Linked DNA regions of Zea mays: region 1 is linked to region 2. The links are chromatin contacts, called in public Hi-C maps. All regions are on one chromosome and are shown on one strand. Each heading gives the region's core, a stretch centred on a gene start, on an enhancer-like site or on the middle of the called end of the contact. The rest is flanking DNA. Distances are from core to core; before and after follow the strand shown.

Evidence for each region. A called contact is a pair of places that touch in the nucleus more often than the background predicts.
Region 1: a Hi-C map of ear shows a contact between it and region 2, with 3 times the contacts expected there. The contact joins the promoter of LOC103635205 here to the enhancer-like site in region 2. A contact is called at or near these places in 4 of 25 Hi-C or Micro-C datasets (ear, leaf, leaf mesophyll and 1 more).

Annotation. Positions count from the first base shown.
Region 1 is chr8:54,520,819-54,524,570 of Zm-B73-REFERENCE-NAM-5.0, forward strand. It overlaps LOC103635205 (probable chromatin-remodeling complex ATPase chain), which reads left to right and starts at 1,949. Exons shown (of 25, transcript XM_008657719.3): 1 at 1,949-2,427; 2 at 2,815-2,931; 3 at 3,037-3,140; 4 at 3,651-3,752. The coding sequence starts at 2,101.
Region 2 is chr8:53,959,300-53,963,541 of Zm-B73-REFERENCE-NAM-5.0, forward strand. No RefSeq gene overlaps it. Among protein-coding and RNA genes, the nearest start is that of LOC103635202, 29 kb to the left of the region's middle. Within about 2 kb of position 2,457, at least 17 of the 20 cell types and tissues checked have an H3K27ac peak or open chromatin away from gene starts, as enhancers often do. A contact at or near this core is called in ear, leaf, leaf mesophyll and 1 more, where this site is marked.

The DNA of each region.
Region 1 (3,752 bases), core at 699-3,198, 560 kb after region 2:
AACACCATGTAGTCCATTGCGCCAATGTGGTTTGAGAAACGACCTAATGCTTGCAAGAGCAAAGAACGTCGTGCTGTGCTTGGGTTGTAGCCTCGGCTCGTAGTGCTGGCCCGACCCGACACGATTATTTTTTTATTTTACAAAAAAACGTATATACCTATATACAATTTGTATTCAATATTAAAAACATCTTAGCGTGATGTTCTACTGGTTAGACAGTTTCACCCAGTATCTCCCGCCCTTCTTCCATCAGGGCATGGGTTCGAACCCCACCTCTTGCACCATTTTTTAACGTTTTACGCTGATTTAATTAAATGGATCGACGGGCTAGCGGGCTGGCCCGACACAGTTAGCAGGCCGGCATGACGTGCCTGTGCCAACTATGGCTCGCGTGCATGCCTGTGCCAACTATGGCCCGCGTGCATCTAGCCCGTGTCGGGCGTCATTACGCTGATTTAATTAAATGGATCGACGGGCTAACGGGCTGGCCCGACACCGGCCGGTATGACGTGCCTGTGCCATAGTTGTGGTCCGCGTGCCTGTGCCATAGTTGTGGTCCGCGTGCATCTAGCCCGTGTCGGACGTCGTTTGACATCTATAGACGTACAACAGATTAATTTAAAATAGCTGTGAGGGGTTATTTGTAAAAAAATGACGTATGACGATGGCATATTATGGGTTCTGGTGATGTGATTCTACAATTTGAGCCAGCCCCAAGAAGGGGAGAGCGAGACGTAATTACTCGTAGGACATCAGACTATTTCCTGGGATGCGAAGTGATGTGGGGTTCAAGCTTTAAGCAGCGATCTGTATTATGGGAGGAACTGATCCTGCTGTATTCATTTTGTTCCCCTTCACCATATGATTTTCTTCTCTTCCTTTGTTCAATTCTTCCTTCCTGTGATTCTTGTAGAGTTTTTTACTTGTACGGTTCTATATTGGGCCATTAGTTCTTTTTTTTTCTTGATAGACATTAGTAATATAATTTTTTTTGTAAGGTAGTTAACTTTGGGTTTCATATGATTTGTGAAATTATATGATGCAGTATCTGATACAAACAATTGTTGATGAATATAACATTTGTATATTTGTGTAAGGTACAATCAGGCCACGACTAATGTGTAATCAGGCATTATGTGTAAACGTGCAAACGAGTATTTTAGTATGTTGGATCATGACCCAACCTCTTCTTTTATGCTTCTCCGGTTGTACCATTAAACATAAAAACAAATAAATATAAGGGCACTAACATTATTGACTGAGTATTGTTTCTAACCATGTAATTTGTCTGATTCATGCCATGTAATCCATACTACTCTATTAAGAAATAATTTGTGTAATATTATAATGTCTGTTCGACATCAGTTCATTATATTTGAGTCATCTTATTTATAATATAATATTAAATATCTATATCGTTAATATAGTATTAGTGTTACGATGATATTTTGTTACACGGTTTTTATATATTATAGTGATGTTTGTCATTCTGTGTCTATGATTTATACTAATTTTTAACTTCCGTGACAACGTACGTGCACATTAATAATAGTAGAGTAGAGATAGAGATTTGCGGAAAATCCATTAGACCTTTAGAGCATATCTAACAATACCTCAAATTGGTGACTAAAATTGAAATATGAGGCTCTATGCTGGAAAAACGACTCCAACAGTATCACATTTCATAAAATTTAGTCAAAAAATTATATGGCACCTTCTCAAGTGCCTCAAATATACTACACCGTAGTATACTGCTCTATAATCTAGATTTGGAGTTTTACTGTTTAAGCGGAATGTTTGTTGGTGCCATAAATTCTATAAAACATATTAAATTTTAAATCATAAACATTTTTATAGATCACGTTGTTGAAGGTGCTTTTATGCTGGAGGGACTAACCAGAAATACATAAAACTTTAGGTTCAAAACTGCAAACAACATAAAATTCTCGTACAGGGCGCCAAATATAAAATATGCCACTCCATTTGCCCCCAAATTGATTTTAGTCTTAAATCCCCTGCGAGGCTGCGTCTCTCGAAGTCCAAAACGCCCCGCCCTGGAACCCTAACCCTACCTTTCCTCTCCCGCCACCGCCCGCCCCAATGGCGAAGCCGATGAAGTACGACGATGAGGAGGAGATCTCGTCCTCCGCCGAGGAGGAGGACCAGTCCGACGCCGCCGGCTCCGTATCTGGCGAGGAAGGGGATGACGACGACGAGGATGCTGCGGCGCCGCCCGCGGAGGAAGCTGAGGGCGAGGGGCAGCAGGAGGAGGAGGTCGACGAGGAAGAGATCGAAGCCGTCACTACCGGCGCTGGAGCTGAGGACGAGGAGGACGCCGGTGCCGTTACCGCCGCTGAAGGCGACGACGAGTCCCAGTCCACCGAGGACGACGAGCCCGTCGCGAGGGACAAGGACGATGACGACGAGGTGAGCGGGAGGTTAGGGTTTGAGTGTTTTAATCGCGTTTTTAGGGATTTGATTTAAAGAGGGCTTTGGAAATATACTAATATTTGAATTTTTTCCCGACCAGATAGTTTCAGAATAATCTGCTTTACAGTCATTGCTAGATATAGTCTCTGTTAATTTGTTAGTTTTGTTATTGTTGCAAGCACTTCTGCTTTTATTTTTTCTCAGAGCTGTGGCATAAGCTGTTGTTGTCTGGTTCTTCCATAATGCAAAGATAATAGTAATATTGGTAAATAATATATCTCTAGTTCTGAGTTTAATGTGTTGAGGGGACCCTTTGTTGTGTCATGCCCTACACTTAAGTAGTGAAAGTTTTACATTTCTTTGCCCTAACCATGTCTGCCGCAGACTGATGCAGTGGTTGGGAAGCGAGAGAAAGCAAGGCTAAAAGAACTCCAGAAGATGAAGAAACATAAAATCCAAGAAATATTAGATACTCAAAATGCCGCCATTGATGCTGACATGGTATATACTGTCTTTAAATGGATCCTCATGTACAATTGCATGGTTTGCACAGGATTAACCATTTAGGCTTAATATATGTTGTCTTGATCTTATATTTCTCAACAGAACAATAAAGGGAAGGGACGGTTGAAGTACCTTCTTCAGCAGACAGAAATATTTGCTCACTTTGCAAAAGGAAGTCAGTCCAACGAGAAAAAGCCACGCGGGAGGTAACATTGGTCTTGTTTGTGCCATGACTATATGAAATTACGAATTATCTTCTAAGTTTAGTGGACATTGCTGGCACTTCATTCGGCATAGCACTTTTGAAGTTTAAAAATACTATGAAGGATGCTCTCAGCTTTCAATCATGACCACATCATCACTTCTAACTGATGATGTACCTTTGCACATGAATCAACACACAATACAATCAACCTTCTCTGCTCAAGCCCGTAGGTGTATCTTTCATATTGTTATTATTTTCCTGAAATTGTCAGTATTGTATTGAGGTGACATCTGTTGCACCTTCTACATCTGTTCCTGTAGTTTAGATTGAAGTTGTTAATTTGAATATTTAATCTTGTAATATTCACTATCTTTATATTATGTAGTACTGCTCACTGTTTTGTATGCAGAACCATAAGACATAGCTCAATGAAATTCGAGGTTCTTTTCTGTCTACATCTACGTTAACTTGTTAAGTAATTTATTTGTTGATGAGTTGAGTCCATTTGTAGGGGACGCCATGCATCAAAGATGACTGAAGAAGAGGAAGATGAAGAATACCTCAAAGAGGAAGAAGATGCCCTTGCTGGTGCAGGGGGAACACGTTTAGTTTC
Region 2 (4,242 bases), core at 1,207-3,706:
TTTAGAATCTGAATTTACTCCAAGTCTGAATTTGACAATCTCTGACAGCTCTATTTTTGGACCAGTTTTACTCTAAATTCCAAATGGCTTTAGCGCTAGGTGACTTAATCAAACTTATACTCCTCACATAGCTCTATAACTTTGTTACAATGACCACCTTCAAAATGTTTATAGATGAGAAGTTACATAGGTTCAAAGTTGACTAGTTTATATTATTTTCAGCAATTCCAGAATGAACCCAAAACTGAATTTTTGTACTTAACTCCAAATTTCTCTATAATACTGGGAAATCTCCAAATAATAAAGTTATTCCTTTTTCCATGCTCTACAACTTTGGTACATGAACTTTTAACCAATCCTTTCTGAATTTTAAATTCCGCCTTTCGGGCAAGTTTAGAGCTTATAGATACTCAACCACCCTAAGTACTTCACCACTTCTAATCCACATATCAAAAGCAAACTTCTCCATCCTTCTAAAGCAAAGTTACTCCTTAATCTCACATCCAACTTTGGCTTATGGAACTCATGTCCAAAGTATCCTTGGTTTAGGAGTTGTTTTCTTACACTCAATTCCAAAAAAGGTCTTCAAGCCTTACTTAAGGTTTTGAAGTTCATCCTTCGGTCCAAGTATTTCTTCCACTTGATCTATCTTTGAAAACAAGGTTGCTATAAACTCTAGGACTTGCATTTAGCACTTCAAGACTCCAAGTAAATTTGTTACTTGCTCAAGAGATGACCTATTCTTGTCTAGCTTAAGCCAAGTCCTTAAAATAAACCCTAAACCCAACACACAACATCACACTATTGAAAAAGTTTGACCTAGTGAGTGTATTCTAGGTGTATCAAGAAGTTAATGCAAGTGCAGATGATGACATGCAAAAATTTTAGTTATCGTAACACCAGGGGTGTTACAGCCTTCCCTCGTAAAAAGAAATCTCGTCCTGAGATTTAAAACTCTAGTCTAGGTAATGGAAAAGGAAATGTGTCACTGGTTTCTTTCCCCATTACACCAATAAGAGAGGGGTGTGCCCCTATTGGTTTATATCAGAAATAAACTACACAAACTTTGGGTTTACAAGATATTAGAAACTCAGCAACATGCTTTTCCAGAAACTCCTCCGATTTCAATGTGGTTTCACCTTCCATGGGTTGGTTCCACTGTAGCTTATAAAACTTGATAACTTTTCTTCAAGTAACCCGATCCTTTTGATCCAAAACCTTTATGGAATATTCCAAGTAGGTTAAACCTGGTCCAAGGTTAACATCTGAAATCTCAACAACCTGTTTGGGAACCCGAAGACATTTCTTCAACTGAGATATGTGAAACATGTCGTGCATTATGGAAAGATCCTTTGGCAACTGTACCTTATAAACTACAGAAACTTATGCATCATGATGTAATTTCTTTGTTTGTGCATCAAACTCAAACTTATATTTAAAACAAATCTATTTAAAACAAATCTAGCTTCAAATTAAAATTTGAGATATGAAAATATGGGAACAAAAGAAATAAAGAATGGGAAGAAAAAAATAAAATAAATAATATTATTGCAAATATTAGAAGTATTATTCATATCGGGATATTATTGGATATTTGGAAGGCCGAAGTTCAAAACAGAAATTTAAATTTATTTTGAATCCTTGAATTTGGAAATAGAAGAGAAGAATAAAAACAAAAAAAATGTAACACTGCCATTGGCCCGAAACCCCCTCGGCCCAGTTCGCTGGCACTCGGCTTGTCGCTGATAACAAGGGCCCACCGGACAGCCGCACCACCACGCTCGCTTTCCAGCCCCCTGACGGACCGGGCCCGTTCACCAGATGCCCGCGCGCGCGTTCGTCTATGACTGTCACGTGGGCCTCGCACGTCAGGAAACACCCGTGTAGATCTTCTCGAAGCCCAGGAAAACCGTGGCGGCTGCAACCTCCTTCCCTTTCTCCCGGCTACGGAATCCATTGCCGCCAGCTGGCGTGAAGCCTGGGACCAAGGATATATAACGTGATCGCTGCCTTCGGGGCCTTCGTTCGCCATCGTTTGCAGAGGCACCCCGTTCTCCAGCCACCACCACCTTGCCGAGCCGCCGCATCCGCGTCTTGCGTCCAATGCTGACGGTGACCTAAGGATTGCTCGTGGTGGTTCATAAGTAGCCGGGTACCGTGCTCGGGCGGGTAATCGGGCGTAGATTCATCCGAGACCGGTGGAATTTCTCATAGGTAGTCATTGGTCTCGGCGGTTCCTCCCCTTCCCGTGGACAATGCGCGTCGCGCCGCCGTCATCAGTAAGAAACTCCCTTGACGAATTCGCGTTACCTTCCTCTTCAATTCCAAGTCACTAGAGGAATCCAAGAGGGCCTGGGCGCCAGATCGACTCATCGCCGGTGAGGCCCCGCCGCAGCTGGGTGTGCACGGCTATACTCTGCCGCTGGGAGGGAGAAGATGATCATTCGACCATCCATCTAGATTTGGATGGTGGAGATTAGACGTATCTATACCTCTTCGCCCAGTTAAATCTGGGGCGTCGATCGGGTAACGTGCGATTGTGCTTGGGCTCTGTTTAGTTGAAAATCGCGACCATAGATCTCGCGATATACGGTAGAGATTAGATCGAGGTTAACGGTTGGGTAGGATCGATCGGTGGTCATCTGTTTTGTGAACGACGATCAAGATTAGATCATGGGAGAATTGTGTCGCATCCGGATTTAAGGGGTAAAACCGGGGGCAAATTAAATGTGTACTAAGATCAAGTCTCACACATATGATGACTCATGTTACAGAAACAAACGTCACATCTTTAATATATAATGGAGTTATGTACAAAATAGTTAAATAATAACATCATACAAATACAACAATCTAGAAATCATAGTTGACTAGGAGACGACGACCTAGACCTCTCACGAACTCATCGCGACATCATTCATGCTCCTCATTCTACAGTACCTGTTCTTTACATGGGGATGTGAGTACAACAAGGGTGAGCTCACATACTTTCATCGCTCAACAAGTTGTGGGGAATAATGTGCATGAGCTCACTTACGGTGGGGGCCATGTGAAGTGTAAGGCTTACAAAAGAAGATGGTTAAAGCTAAGCATTGCTTTTAAAATTGGTCAAAATTTTATTAGCAGTTACTAAGTATAAGTAGATACCAACCCAATTAAATAAGAGATCACAATTAATAATAACACCCACAATGCAATGCAAATGATAGTTTGAGTTTAGTTCTATAAATTAATCATGCGAGAGTCCTAAGTCGCTCTTGACCGTGAGCATTGCTGATATACCAGTTTTACACTCTGCAAAGGTTGCTCCCTTTTCCCACAAGTCGAGTTACCCATTTGCCAAGGGATCGTGACTGCCCATTCATCTCTGTCGAGGAGACGAGGCAGGGTATCACTACGAGGCCTTTACAAAGTTCCACAAGCTTCAGAAAACCCGCTACGGTTTCTGAGAAGGGCAATATAGGAATCCCTCATTCGAAAAGTCATCGCGGCATGATCGACCTGAGAACCTCCCTATACCACAACTCCTCTACCGCCATTGCCCCTTTCGGGTAAGGTAGGTCTCCGCTAGCTTTCCTAATTAGTCAGCCAAGGGCGTCCCATACCACACTTGTGGTAGCACTGTTATCTCAAGTTAAGCTCCATGTTCTAATTAACATAATGATCTTGTCATGAATAATAATTAAAACAACATCATAATACGAACATGATCATAATTCAAATGTAACATTAATCCCAAAACTAGGTAGTGTAATCGCTACTCTACCCAATAATTCATTTGTTTGCAAGGGGTGGGGTAAACAAATATAGGGAAACCTTTTAGGTCCCATCAAATTATCTTAAGCATGTCACATTGATTAACAGAGAACATTATTAGGTAAAGAAGAGTGATCAAGTGCACAACTTGCCTGTGACTCGAGTTTCCAGGTACTTTTCCAAATTAGTCTTCGGGTTTCTCGTGACCTGACTGCTACCCGTAGCAATACATACAAAAAGATAAGGGGTACATAAAAATAACATTACACCAAACATGAGCACAAATAGCGTAAGAATGTTCTACGCGTTGTTATGAGATCATAGGTTCGAAAATCACTAAGTTCGGAGTTATGGTTGAAAAGATATGGTTTTTTAGAGTTTATAGGTGATTAAATGGTAATAATATCTTCTATGTTATAAATCATGTGAGAAACTTATTACAAAGAAATAACCAACTCAACTTTAGTATAGGTTATAACCATGTTT